Regions from separate parts of the Zea mays genome. Here region 2 is linked to region 1. The links are chromatin contacts, called in public Hi-C maps. All regions are on one chromosome and are shown on one strand. Each heading gives the region's core, a stretch centred on a gene start, on an enhancer-like site or on the middle of the called end of the contact. The rest is flanking DNA. Distances are from core to core; before and after follow the strand shown.

Region 1 (6,923 bases), core at 1,891-4,390:
CCCTAGTGACTAGAGAGAGTGATTTGCCGTGTTCATTTGAGCTCTTGCGCTTGGATTGCTTCTTTTCTTTCTCACTTGTTCTTGAGATCACAACTCCATTGTAATCAAGGCAAGAGGCACCAATTGTGTGGTGGCCCTTGCGGGGAAGTTTTGTTCCCGGCTTTGATTTGAGAAGAGAAGCTCACTCGGTCCGAGGGATCGTTTGAGAGAGGGAAGGGTTGAAAGAGACCCGGCCTTTGTGGCCTCCTCAACGGGGAGTAGGTTTGAGAGAACCGAACCTCGGTAAAACAAATCCGTGTGTCACACTTCATTATTTGCTTGCGATTTGTTTTGCGCCCTCTCCCGCGGACTCGTTTATATTTCTAACGCTAACCCGGCTTGTAGTTGTGTTTATATTTGTAAATTTCAGTTTCGCCCTATTCACCCCCCCTCTAGGCGACTATCAGAGGTCGAGTCCGAGCCCCTGGTTCAGGTGAGGCGGAGACCGTCGGCTGAGGCCAGGGCGGAGTCCGAGCCCTGGGGTCGGGCGGAGCGGAGTTCGTCGTCTTCTGGGGCTGAGCCCAAGTCCGAGCCCTGGGTCGGGCGGAGCGGAGTTCGTCGTCTTCCGGGACTTAGCCCGAGTCCAAGCCCTGGGTTGGGCGGAGCGGAGTTCGTCGTCTTCCGGGACTTAGCCCGAGTCCGAGCCCTGGGTCGGGCGGAGCGGAGTTCGCCGTCTTCCGGGACTTAGCTCGAGTCTGAGCCCTGGGTCGGGCGGAGCGGAGTTCGCCGTCTTCCGGGACTTAGCCCGAGTCCGAGCCCTGGGTCGGGCGGAGCGGAGTTCGCCGTCTTCCGGGACTTAGCCCGAGTCCGAGCCCTGGGTCGGGCGGAGCGGAGTTTGCCGTCTTCCGGGACTTAGCCCGAGTCCGAGCCCTGGGTCGGGCGGAGCGGAGTTCGCCGTCTTCCGGGACTTAGCCCGAGTCCGAGCCCTGGGTCGGGCGGAGCGGAGTTCGCCGTCTTCCGGGACTTAGCCCGAGTCCGAGCCCTGGGTCGGGCGGAGCGGAGTTTCCTATGGTGCCTTCGGCCGGGCCTGACTGCCTGTCAGCCTCACTCTGTCAAGTGGCACCGCAGTCGGAGCGGCGCAGGCGGCACTGTCCTTCTGTCAGGCCGGTCAGTGGAGCGGCGAAGTGACGGCGGTCACTTCGGCTCTGCCGGCTGGGGGCGCACGTCAGGATAAAGGTGTCAGGCCACCTTTGCATTAAACGCTCCTGCGATTTGGTCGGTCGGTGCGGCGATTTGGTCAGGGTTGCTTCTTGGCGAAGACGGGGCCTCGGGCGAGCCGGAAATATATTCGCCGCTGGAGGGGGGCCTCGGGCGAGACGGAAATCCTCCGGGGCCGGCTGCCCTTGTCCGAGGCTAGGCTCGGGCGAGGCGTGATCGAGTCCCTCGAATGGACTGATCCCTGACTTAATCGCACCCATCAGGCCTTTGCAGCTTTATGCTGATGGGGGTTACCAGCTGAGAATTAGGAGCCTTGAGGATACCCCTAATTATGGTCCCCGACAAGTTTTAAATGACTAATGGACCAATTAGAATAGACCAGCTATTATTTGTTAGCCGTTCATACCAGCTAAAACCAGTTAACAATATATTAACCGACTAACAATTAGCTCTAGAGGTTAGCCTCTAAAACTATTAGAGTTTAAAATGGATTAGCTAATGGACCAATCAATTATTAGCTAGCTATACATTTTAAATAGCCATTATTAGCTAAACCAGCTACTCCTTCCGTCCTAGAATATAAGGCTAACTACTTTTTATTTTTATCTCATAATATAAGACATGATCTCTCTAAACATGGTTACATCGATGCAGTAATATAGAAAGAATTAAATACATTTATTGATATTTATATACTGGAACGAAAGGAATAATATCTAAGGCCATTTTGAGTGAGAGTTTCATTCTCATTAAATGACATGCCATCTAAGCAAACAGAATGATATGCCATGTAATTTAATGAAGAGATATATGACCGAGTTTTTCTTGGATAAATATTGAAATATCAAGTATAATAAGAGTATATTGAAATGCTAAAGTGAAGGAGAAAGAAGATGGGAGAGCGAGGAAGCGAACCGTAAACTTATAACCAGATTAGGCTATCTTTAGCATATCTAGAGATGACAATGTATAGGGTATGAGTAAATAACTGTGGATAATTATCCATTGGATATTAGTATGGTGGAATTTGATATCTGCAGGTATGATTATGGATATAATAAGGTATTCGCGGATAATTTTTTCTCGAGTATAGATATATAGTATCCATATCCGTTACCCAATGAATATCTTACATGTGGGCCATCCGAATTTAATATATTATCATAAATTCTCATTTTTCAATTTTTATCCATGACATGTTTGGTGCTGAAATCATTATTTGATGCTGCTGGAATGATAATTATTTTGAAATGTGATAAAAATATTGTTTGGTGTTGAATGCTAAAATTGTAGTGGGCGGACGGGTAACGGGTATCTATCAGATAGTGGATACCCGGCGGGTACGAGTATGGATACGAATCCATACCCACGAACGTTTATGGATACAAGTATGTGTTGAGTTTTGTCTCGCGGGCATGGATTCACGAACTATATATTAGTGTACTACCCGCCCGATTGCCATCCCTAAGCATATCCCATATTTCAAACTTCTCTCTTCAATCAGTGTCAAACATTACCATATATAGTTCCACGTCTCTTATTTTTCACGTTCTACTAGAGACAGTTTTAGTCAAGTAGGTCATATATCAAGAGTAAAGAGCTAACTATTATAGCTAAGGATGAGCTATATTATATTTAAATTCATACCTTTAGTTTTGTCATCTTCCTCATTTTTACTATTAACTATATTTTTTACTTAGTTTTGTCATTCTGTTTTATAGCAATGGAAAGGCAAAATTGAGAAAACCATATTAAGAGTAAAAATGAGGACACCAACAAAACTAACCACTTTATAAAAAACCATATTATTAACCTTGTTTGAATGCCAGTGTTAGAAACACTGCAATAAAATCCTCAATTAAAAATGACCTAAGAACTGTTGCCGGGGCCTCAGGCATCCGCGTGCCTTCCGCGCTGACCTCACCCACACCGCGAAGCCCAACCGAATCGGAATCCAACCCAACCCTCCTCAAAGCCTCGCCTCCCAACTCTAGAGAATCCAAATTTGACAAGGACAGGACTCGACTCTACCGCGCCGCCATGGCGCTGCTGGTGCGCGCGCGGCTGTCCCCGCTGGACGACGACGACGACGCGTCCACGGCGTCCTCGCTCTCCTCGGCGGCCTCCTCCCCGCCGCTCTCGCCCGCGGCCGCCTCCACGCCGCTACCGCTGTACGCGCGCGCCGCGGTGCTCGTCGCCCCGCGGATCGCCGCGCAGCTCTCGTCCACGGAGGAGGACGTCAGCGAGTCCTTCGATGACACCACCAGCTCCGGCGAGGACGTCGACCTGCCGGAGGAGGTGTCCAACGGCTTCTTCTTCAGCGTCGCCAGGGTGCCGCCGACGCCGACGTCCGAGGACCCGATCCTGGTCCCCGGCGGCGGGGTGGCGGGGATCGCCGCTGCGGAGGCGCCCGAGGCCGAGGGCGGGGACGGCTTGGGCGCCGCGGAGGAGCCGCTGGAGGGGGGCATCTTCGTGAGCGCCAAGAATGGGTTGGATGGCGTCGAGGGTTCGCTGGGTGGCAGCTTCCTCAAATCTGGGAGCTGCATTGGCGCGCACAACGGCGGGGAGGCTGCTGCGTCAGGTGATTCGGTGATCGTTTCAGATGGCACCGTGCTGAATGAGGAGGATGATAAGCAGGGGGAGCAGGCTGTCAATGACGCGGCGTCTGGGCCTTTACTGATGCCTGTTGCTGGGGTAGATGGCCTCGTCATTGTGGATGCTTTGGAGGGGATGCTTGATCGTGAGGCTGCTGAATCGCTTCCTATTCCCAGTGCTACTGCTACTGGTACAGAAGGAGAGGAGGCTGCTGCCGAGCTTCGCAGCGATGCAGTAGGTAGTGCAGCCAAGCTTGATGCTAGTCCTGAATATGCTGCCACAGGAGATGTCATATCTGATGCCATGCAAGTTCTTGATAGTGTAGATGATGAAGCTGATGGTGATCATGAAGGTTCCGACGATCTTACATCCATGCCAATCTCTTCAAGTGACTATGCTGTGGAACTTGCAAAAGAACTGGAGAACAACGTGCCTACTTCCATAGGCGCACGCTTTGTTGCGGATGATTCAGATGATGCAGAGATCAACGGTGATGATGAATATGAAGAAGAGATGAATGGAAAGGAGAACGAGCTTTTTGATCATACAGCTTTAATTGAGCTTCTAAGAGCTGCAAGCAGCTCGCCTGAACAAGGCAAGGCCAAGGTTTTCCCAGTTGAATCTTCTGAACCTAGGGATCTGCCTCCCACTTTAGCCAGCAATGCTAGGATGAACGTGGCTTCTGCTCCTGTGCCACAAGCAATCGCTGACCCTGAGAAACAGATGACCGATGAGGAAAAGAAGATTTACGGAAAGGTGGACATGGCACGAATCAAATACATGCGTCTTGTTCATAGATTGGGGTATGATACTAACCATCAGGTACCAGTACAAGTGTTGTTTCGGCTTAGTCTTGTTGAAAGTTTCAGGTGCGTAAGGATGACAAACCATTCCTCAGAGATCGAGAATGCCTGGAAGAGGGCTTTGCAGCGTGAGGCAGAGGGAACTGAGAACCTTGAATTCTCCTGCAATGTTTTGGTCCTTGGGAAGACTGGAGTTGGGAAAAGTGCAACAATAAATTCCATCTTCGGGGAAGATAAATCCAAAACAAATGCTTTTCTACCGGCAACATCATCTGTGAAGGAGATTAATGGAGTTGTTAATGGTGTTAAGTTTCATGTCGTCGACACCCCTGGGCTTGGGACTTCAGCCGAGGATGAAAAATCAAATAGGAAAATGCTCAATGCTGTGAAGAAGTATATGAAGAGATGCCCTCCAGATATTATTCTGTATGTTGATAGGCTTGATACACCGCGGGAGGAGGCAAATAGCCTATCCCTCTTGCGATGCATTACCAGTGTGCTAGGCCTGTCAATATGGCCCAGAACAATTATTACTCTCACTCACTCAGGAGCAGCTTCCCCTGAAGGCCCTAATGGTTTGGAAGTGAACTATGATATGGTTGTGTCTCGTCGAACTCATGCCATTCAGCAAAGCATCCGGCAGATAACTAATGATCCTCAAATTCAGAATCCTGTGGCTCTTGTGGAGAACCATCATCTGTGTCGGAGGAACGCAGAAGGTGAAAAGATGCTTCCTGATGGCCTTATCTGGAGGCGGCTCCTCCTCCTCCTATGCTTCTCACTAAAGATGATTGCTGAGATTGACAGTCTCTCAACCCGCCGTGCTTCTTCTGCAAGTTTCTTAGGCCGCCTTCTCCAAGTGCCTCCAATTCCTTACTTCTTATCATCTTTGTTGAAATCTAGAGAGCACCCTAAGCGTTCCAATGACCATAATGTTGTGAGTGTGGACTCAGATTTTTACCTAGATGAATTGTTGAATGGGGACCAAGAGGATGAAGATGACTATGATCAACTTCCTCCCTTCAAGCCACTAAGTAAATCCCAGGTTGCAAAACTCTCCAAGGAGCAACAGATTTTGTATTTTGATGAATCTGATTACCGAACTAAGCTGCTTCAGAAGAAGCAGCTGAAGGAACAGCTCAAAGGATTTAAGGAAATGAAGAAGAAAGAGGGTGATGATAATGATATACTTTCTGATGATGATCATCCCGATGATGGATATGATACAGATAGATATCCTATGCCAGAATGGACCTTGCCATCTTCATTTGATTCTGATGATCCTGTGTACCGCTATCGTTGCCCTGTGTCTACACCAAACCTTCTGGTGCGTGCTGTTTACAATCCTGATGGATGGGATCATGATTTTGGATTTGATGGTGTGAGTGTCCAACACAGCCATGATGTTGCTAACAAATATCCAGCATCTCTGTGGGTTCAAGTTAACAAGGACAAGAGAGAGTTTACCATCCATTTGGATTCCTCAATGTCAGTTAAGCATGGAGATTATGCCTCGAGCCTGGCAGGCTTTGACATCCAAACAATTATGAACCAGCTTTCTTACACCCTCAGAGGGGAGACCAAATTTAAAAACTTCAAGAAAAACATCACTACTGGTGGTTTATCCATGACCTTTTTGGGAAATTCCATGGTGGCTGGAGCAAAGCTTGAAGACAAGCTTTTAGTTGGTAACAGGTTAACACTATCAGGCAACACTGGTGCTGTGTCCATGAGAGGTGATGCTGCATATGGAGTGATTATGGAAGCAACTCTTCGTGAAAAAAGCTATCCTGTAGGTCAAGGCGTTGCCACTTTGGGTGCATCCTTAGTGAAATGGCATAAAGAGTGGACCATGGCCGCAAATTTGGATTCCCATGTCTCTGTTGGAAGGTCTTCAAACATGTCAGTTCATGTTGATGTAAACAACAAACTAACTGGACGGGTCAGCATCAAGGCCAACACTTCAGAACAGTTGAACATTGCCCTTTTAGGTACATGTTCAGTGATAATGTATGTGTGGAACAAGATGCACCCTAGTGCAGATCCTAATGCTGAGTAGCACTGGTTAGTATGACAATTTTGAATTCTTAACATTTTGTATCTTTTCCTTGTTCCTTCTGTTTTTCTACTTGTTATAACAACTACTGTTGAAGCTTGTTAGTCATTCCTCCATTCAGTCTCTTCCCTGTGCCTTCCACACCAATGTTTGGCTATTGTATTTCATGTATACTTTGTTTGTTGTAGTAAGTAGAATAGTTTACCTGTTGGATACCAGTCATATAGTCGTCCTTGTTCGTTAAATATGTTTGTATTTACAAAAAATGCATA
Region 2 (6,923 bases), core at 1,782-4,281, 200 kb before region 1:
GTTTTATCCGACATATCATGGGTCCATTTTTGTTTACTGCATTGTGCTTATTTGTTAAGTGCTGTTGAAAATTAGTTAATTTTTTTCATAGACGATTAGGATGTTGAAATAAGTCTAGATAAATCCTGCTATAAAACTGTATTTTTTTTGTCTCACGTTTGTATTTTTTGTCAAACTTTATAAAAACACAAAATTTTATTGTTATAAGGTTCATTCACTGAAGGATACCTATAAGATAAAAAATCTGACATCGAAAGACATTATCTATAGACTAAGGTGGATTTCGTTTTACTTGTACTTATTATGCTATGAGGACCGGGTGCTAGCCCGAGTGGTGGAGGTGGTGTTGCCCTTTCACCAGGTCGGGGGTTCGAACTCCCGATTTTTCAAAAAAAAAATCCCCTCGCTGTCCCTTGCCCGCTCTCGGGGAGCGTCTCGGCTGTGGCTCCTCGGGCCTGGGTGGGCCTTTGCAGTGTGGACAGCCTGAGACGGCCCGTTAGTGACGGGAGGGCAGGGTTCGGGGGTTTTCTGGCCGGGACCATGGTTCGGTTTCTTTATTAGAAAACCGGGAGGGCGGTATTTCCCTCCCCGGCCCAGTTTTTTTTAGTTATTATGCTATATGTTGCATGGAAACTCTACTGTTGAATGTGCAAACATTGGACCATCCTGTTTGTTGCTTTATTTTATCTTTTGAAAGGGTTTAATTCATCACATTTCTGATTGGCATGATTTCTCTGATTCTTCTAGAATGGAAGAAACAGTACTTTCCAACATGGGTTCAGCCCTTCAGAAGGTGTTGATGAAGGTCCTTATGGTCTTTCCAGAAGAATAGCTTGTAAAAAGTGCAGCGACTTTCATCTTTGGATTTATACTGGAAGAGCTAAATCACAAGCTAGATGGTGTCAGGTGCTTTCTTTTGAGTTTTGACATGTGAAATGGGTGATTTCTATTTTCTAATACCGTGCTAGTAATAAATGACTTAAATTAACTAACTTGTTTTCTATATTCCAGGACTGCAAGGAGTTCCATCAAGCTAAAGATGGCGATGGATGGGTTGAACAGTCCTTTCAACCTGTTCTATTTGGCATGCTGCAGAAGGTAAATGCAAAATTATTTGATCTTGCTTTTTAAAAACATAAACTTCTTTTCAGGAAATAAAGTGATGTATTTGTGCACCACTTCTAGAGCAGTTATATGCGTCAAGCATAAGACCTACATGCATATGTTGTGACTGACATGATATGATGTATTCTGTTTTGCAGCCTGATTTACCTCATGCATATGTTTGCGCAGAAAGCTACATATTTGATGTCACTGAGTGGTTCAACTGTCAGGTGATTCAGATTTTTTTCAATAAAAAATCAGATCTGTTTTTTTTGCACAAACATTTGCTTTTTCTGCATGAAGGGTCATCATTATTACTTTGTTACCCTCTCTGTTGTTTGCAAACACATACAGAGGTGTAAAAACTCTGGCTCTGCTTTGTTCGCAGAAAGAAGTTTCTCTTTTCTCGAACATGAAAGCAGACAGAGTAGTAGTGGATACGTGATTTGATATTTGAGAATTTGTTTTTCCAGGGAATGAGATGCCCGGCGAACACTCACAAGGCAACCTTCCATGTCAATGCCAACATGGCAAAGCAGAGCAGTGGCAAGGCGAGTACCTCAACGCAGAGGGCTGGTAAGGCCCCAAGTGGTGTAAACATGGATGGAGGAGGACTCAACGAGGAAGAGTTCTTCGAGTGGTTCCAGAATGCAGTCAACTCTGGAATGTTTGAAACTACATTCGGGGCACAAGGCGACCCGACTTCTCCTGGTAACGGAAGCAATGCCAAGAGTAGCGGTAGCAGCAGCAGCAACAACAATAGTAGGAAAAAGAAGAAAGGAAAGAAACAGTGGTAATCAAAGCAAAGCAGGCTGGGGTCTGGTGATCACTTCTCGGGGCAGAGAAAAAAAGAAACAAACAGAATAAGCGTTTTGGGTATGTAAATACAACTCGGAAAAATCGGTCCCTGGCTTAAATGGTTCCTAACGAGAGGCCACTGTAAATCCTTGTTCATCATGGGGTGCTGACGGCTGTTAAATGGCCATTATAAATCCTGGTTCATTATGTTGTCGGATCTTAATATATCGTCCTGGCCCTCGGTAACTTGCTAGCAAAAAAAATGTTATAAAGCAAGTTACTACGAAACAAGAATTTGCAAGATTAAAGATAGTTTTTTTTGACTGTCATGGGGAATCCCTACCTGGATTTCATTGATTCTAGCATGGCTAAGCCACGCCTCAACGACCTTGTTTTTAGGGGAATGGGGAAATGAGGCAAAACGCTTACATAATGTTGTGGTAGACTACAAATTACAGACAAACAAGAATTTGCAGTAATTATGAAACGAGAATTTGCAAGCAAGTGTGTTATCGAATAATGAGAGACGAGGTTTTGCATAGGTATTAGTCTCATAATAATATAAAGCTTGCAAAAAATGTATATCAAAGCTAGTTGTCAAAGCATGTGAAAATATTAATGGAAACAATCTAGTTCAAGTAGAAAAAAAATGCAAATGGAAATAATATTCAATTTGTGATTGAAAGCACTGACAATGCATTTTAAACTTTAAATGATGAAAATAGCAAGAAAGTCTTTTGAGGTACAAAAGGTGAAGGACAAGTAACGACTTGATAACCGATGAACCTAGATAAAAGTAAAGGAATAAGTTTATTTGCATTCAATCGAGACACTAATCCAGTGATGTATGTCAATTTGGAAAATCAACTCAAAAGGTTTAATTGACTTCAAACCTTGGCACAAGTCAAATGTTCAAAATGGACATTCTAAAAAATATCAAGTGATGAAGACCCTTAGCTATGCGTGAACAAAGTGGCAAACGATTTGAATTGAAGAGATTTAAATCTTTTATATTTAATCTTGCAAGTAAACTTTAAAATTTCTCGCTGTTTTTATCCCCAGTAACCTCTCGCGGTTCACACCTAATCATGCACGAATCTTAAGGCCCGGATGTAGGAATAGAAGCGCACGGCCATCTCGTCAGCCGCCTGTGGCACAGTGCACACACTCGTCTCATCGGAGAAAAGTAGATCCGGATTAGGGTTTTAGACGGCGATGGGTGCGGCGGGCGACGAGAAGGCTGCGGTGGCTGCGGCCGCTGCGGCCGCGGGGGCCGGTGCCGCCGAGGGCGAGGGCGCGGTGGACTCCAAGGACCTTCAGCAGCAGAGCAAGGCGCTCGACAAGCTCACTGATCATGTCGAGGACCGGCAGCTCGATTCATCCCGTGTCCAATCCGTACGTTTAATCTCCTCCTTCCCGCCCTCTGCTTCCTCTGTGGTTCTCTAGTGAGGAATAGCTGGAGGATGTGGCCGTCCATCAGGCATCGGTGGTTTCAGATTTCGTGCAGTTTACCTTCTTTGCGGAGATGTCATGTTTCACCTAAAGTTTTCCCTGTAAATTTACCTGAATCGTGATATAGCTAGCTCATGTGCAATTTTGCTTGTTTGAATCCTGATACATCAACGAAACATATACTGCGTTAAGTAGAGCTAACAAAACGTGTTGTTCAGTGCAAAATCTCGTATCAGTACTACTGCCATTGCCAGTGGCGGGCCTAGGATTTGAAACTAGGTAGTCAAGGATAATTTTTTTTGATACGTAATAACATGTATATTTTGGTACCACACATATATAATTTCTATCAATTAAATGAGCAGAAAATAACCAAAATATCTCATAATGCATTTAAATCATCAAATTAGGTTGCAAGTCGTATAGATTTGTTTCCTTGGGTCTAAACGCTGAGAAGTAGTTTGTTTTTAGACCAAATTCTAGGGTAGTTGGCTGCCTACAAAAACTAACCGCTGGTTCCACCCCTGGCCATTTCACGTAAGAATCGGCTGCTACACGAGTAGGAAGTCTAACTTCCATTGCACTTACGAATCAACTGCATCACGAATGGGAGTCTAACGCTATTTTTATATTACTACAAATGGAAGCAAGCACATGAACATCTCATAATTTCCGAATGGCTATTGTACCAGGACCCATGATATTTCTTAGGAGGTCCTGTTTGCACGTCAATCTGTGCTAACCTTCTTTAAGTTTCCTTCCCAAAATAAACTAGTAATGCCATGCCGTGGTATGTACCAGGACCCATGATATTTCTTAGGAGGTTCTGTTTGCACGTCAATCTGTGCTAACCTTCTTTAAGTTTCCTTCCCAAAATAAACTAGTAACGCCATGCCGTGGTATGTACCAGGACCCATGATATTTCTTAGGAGGTTCTGTTTGCACGTCAATCTGTGTAACCTTCTTTAAGTTTCCTTCCCAAAATAAACTAGTAACGCCATGCCGTGGTATGTACCAGGACCCATGATATTTCTTAGGAGGTTCTGTTTGCACGTCAATCTGTGTAACCTTCTTTAAGTTTCCTTCCCAAAATAAACTAGTAACGCCATGCCATGGTCGAGTTATGTACTTATTTCTAGCTTTTTATAACCACAAAAGATGTCTGTAGTATTTCTTACAGACCTGAATATAGTTTGCAACATGTTTGCTTACTGCTATCTATTATTCTATTATTAAACCCAGTTTTGTAGCACCCTATGTCACTCCATACACAAATATATTTATTTTTTGGCCAGATTGACTGAGTAAAGTAACACCAGTTAATTTGTAAATAAAATGCTTATATTGCACATTCAATTAGTAGGAAAAAGAAAGCCCCCAGTGGATCTTATTATGTCCAAAATGTTATACATTTAGACATTTACTAGATATATGCCCGTGCGTTGCCACGGTAGTTAAAAATGGTATAAAACATCGATACAGAATGACAAATCTGATGATGATATGGGCAACATTACATAGTATGCAAACACCAAACAACAAAAAATTCCCGATTTAGATTGCACGCATCACAATTGACATCCTAGACAAAAAGTTAAGATGTCGCACCGACCATAGTTAACAAACACACACCAACATTCAGATGATGCCACAATATACTTTCGTGCACCGACCAGATCAGCCTCATCGGGTTGGGTTCAAAAATCCTCCAAAGAAGATTTCATGCACCAGGAGAAAGCCACTCTCGGATCTGAGTATCACCCTTAAAAATCTAGACCATGTAAGGAAAAAGTAGCATAATTAAAATGATGTCACATAAATGCTACAACTAAACTTCACTTTTATCTGATTAAGTACCTTATGATAGATAACAACAATGTTTTGGTCATCAACCAAAAGATATCATACGAGCATTATATAAATAATCACACCACAAGATCAAATATCTGATAATGATACATCGTATCTTCTGTGTCTACAGAACCTGTAAGCATTTATCACAAGAAATTAATAACTGGACACCAAGAATTGTTTGGCCTAGGAGTGGTCAGGCTTTCTTCACCTCAGTGGCAATGTAATTGGGGCTACCACAGGTTGTATACAACAATCCATCAATCTGAAAGTAAATATATCATGCAATACGATGAGCGGTCAGCTTGCTGAAATCATTTCACAGTCTAAAAAACTATTTATCATATACCACGAGATACGACGGTAAAGCACTAAGACCAAAATCAGAACCTTGATGTTTCCTTTCCGGTCAACAAGAACCTTCTCCGGATGTAACATTGGAGTCCCCACGAGAGGATTCCTCCAAGCAGGACAGAGATGTTGACAATATGTGGGCAGATCATTCCTGCGCCAATGTAAGTCGTCTATCATCAGCAAAGACAGTTTTCATGAAGCATAGGAACTAATGCACACCAAGTCGGCCTCGATGTTGCTGGCCTCCAGCTCATCCTGCGCATCGGAGAGCCACGCTTTGACCTGCTTCACCTCCACGGTGACCACGAACAGCGCCGCGGCGAGGTCATTGGCCACCTTCTTGCTCCTCTCCTCGTTCTGCCTTGTTAATCTAAATTGCTGAATAAAACAACATAGAATAATGACAGATCATATCATCACATCAAACAATATGGATTCCAATTATTTTTGTGGTCTAGCTGTATGAAATGAATATTCTTCTCAGGGCCTGTTTAGAAAGGTATGTTGCTCTAGGGATTTTCCTATTCAGTTCATGTTTGAATCTGTCCCCTATAAGTGCTTTGTTTGGTCTGTGAGATCATTCATCCTTCTACCTAGCAGACAATATATGTGGTCTATCACAACATCTTGTGAAATTACATGGTATTAGCGAGACATGTACAAAACTTGTGAGGAAACACTTCTAGTTCTCCAAGTTTTAAGAAAAAATCAATAGGTAACTTGATTAATTTCAGCATGGGTGATTTTGCAACAGAGATGGTCAAGTACCTGCAAATAAGATAGGCTGAGTGGTTAGACTTAGACCAGAGAGACAAAACCAACAGAGCGAAATAAAATATTGAGTGAGGCAGTGTAGGACTTCTGCTGGAGTATCAGTCTTTGCAGCCTTCTTGAAAACTTCCTCGAGCTCATTTAGCTGTTCTACTGGTGCACCTGCGGCTGGGTTATCAAGGCTGTTGTAACTCGTTAGGGCCTCCTTACATGCTACCCTAAAAGACACAGAACAAATACATTAGGGTGCTATAGTATAGCCCTGTCCGGAAAAGATAGATTCAAGTCACGCACTTCAGCTTTTGCAGTTGACAAGTTCGGTCTCTTGATAAGCTCTCCCATTCGATGTATTTTGCTTTAGAAAGCTCCTGCCATATCTCTTCAACCATGTAGCTTGTCGGATGTGCAGCCCTTCCAAGCTCTAAGGACTACGGTCTTTTAGATAAATTATAGGTCAGCTAAAACAATTAGTATCAAATAAAAAGGATGGTTTCATAGACTGTCAAAGAACCACTCCAAAGATATTCTTTTAGATAAAAACCCCTCTTGTAAAGGAAAACAAGCTTTAGCTTAAAATAGCCATTTAACTCATC

What was found. A called contact is a pair of places that touch in the nucleus more often than the background predicts.
Region 2: a contact with region 1 is called in a Hi-C map of leaf, with 5 times the contacts expected there. The contact joins the promoter of LOC100281726 here to the promoter of LOC100381654 in region 1. A contact is called at or near these places in 2 of 25 Hi-C or Micro-C datasets (both in leaf).

Annotation. Positions count from the first base shown.
Region 1 is chr5:1,935,848-1,942,770 of Zm-B73-REFERENCE-NAM-5.0, reverse strand. It overlaps LOC100381654 (Translocase of chloroplast 159 chloroplastic), which reads left to right and starts at 3,140. Exons shown (of 2, transcript XM_008645727.4): 1 at 3,140-6,659. The coding sequence starts at 3,238. The coding sequence ends at 6,654.
Region 2 is chr5:2,134,149-2,141,071 of Zm-B73-REFERENCE-NAM-5.0, reverse strand. It overlaps LOC100281726, which reads left to right and starts at 3,031. Exons shown (of 4, transcript NM_001291541.2): 1 at 3,031-3,297. The coding sequence starts at 3,118. It overlaps LOC103625739 (Chaperone DnaJ-domain superfamily protein), which reads left to right. Exons shown (of 10, transcript XM_008646140.3): 7 at 748-906; 8 at 1,012-1,098; 9 at 1,263-1,334; 10 at 1,578-2,231. The coding sequence ends at 1,901.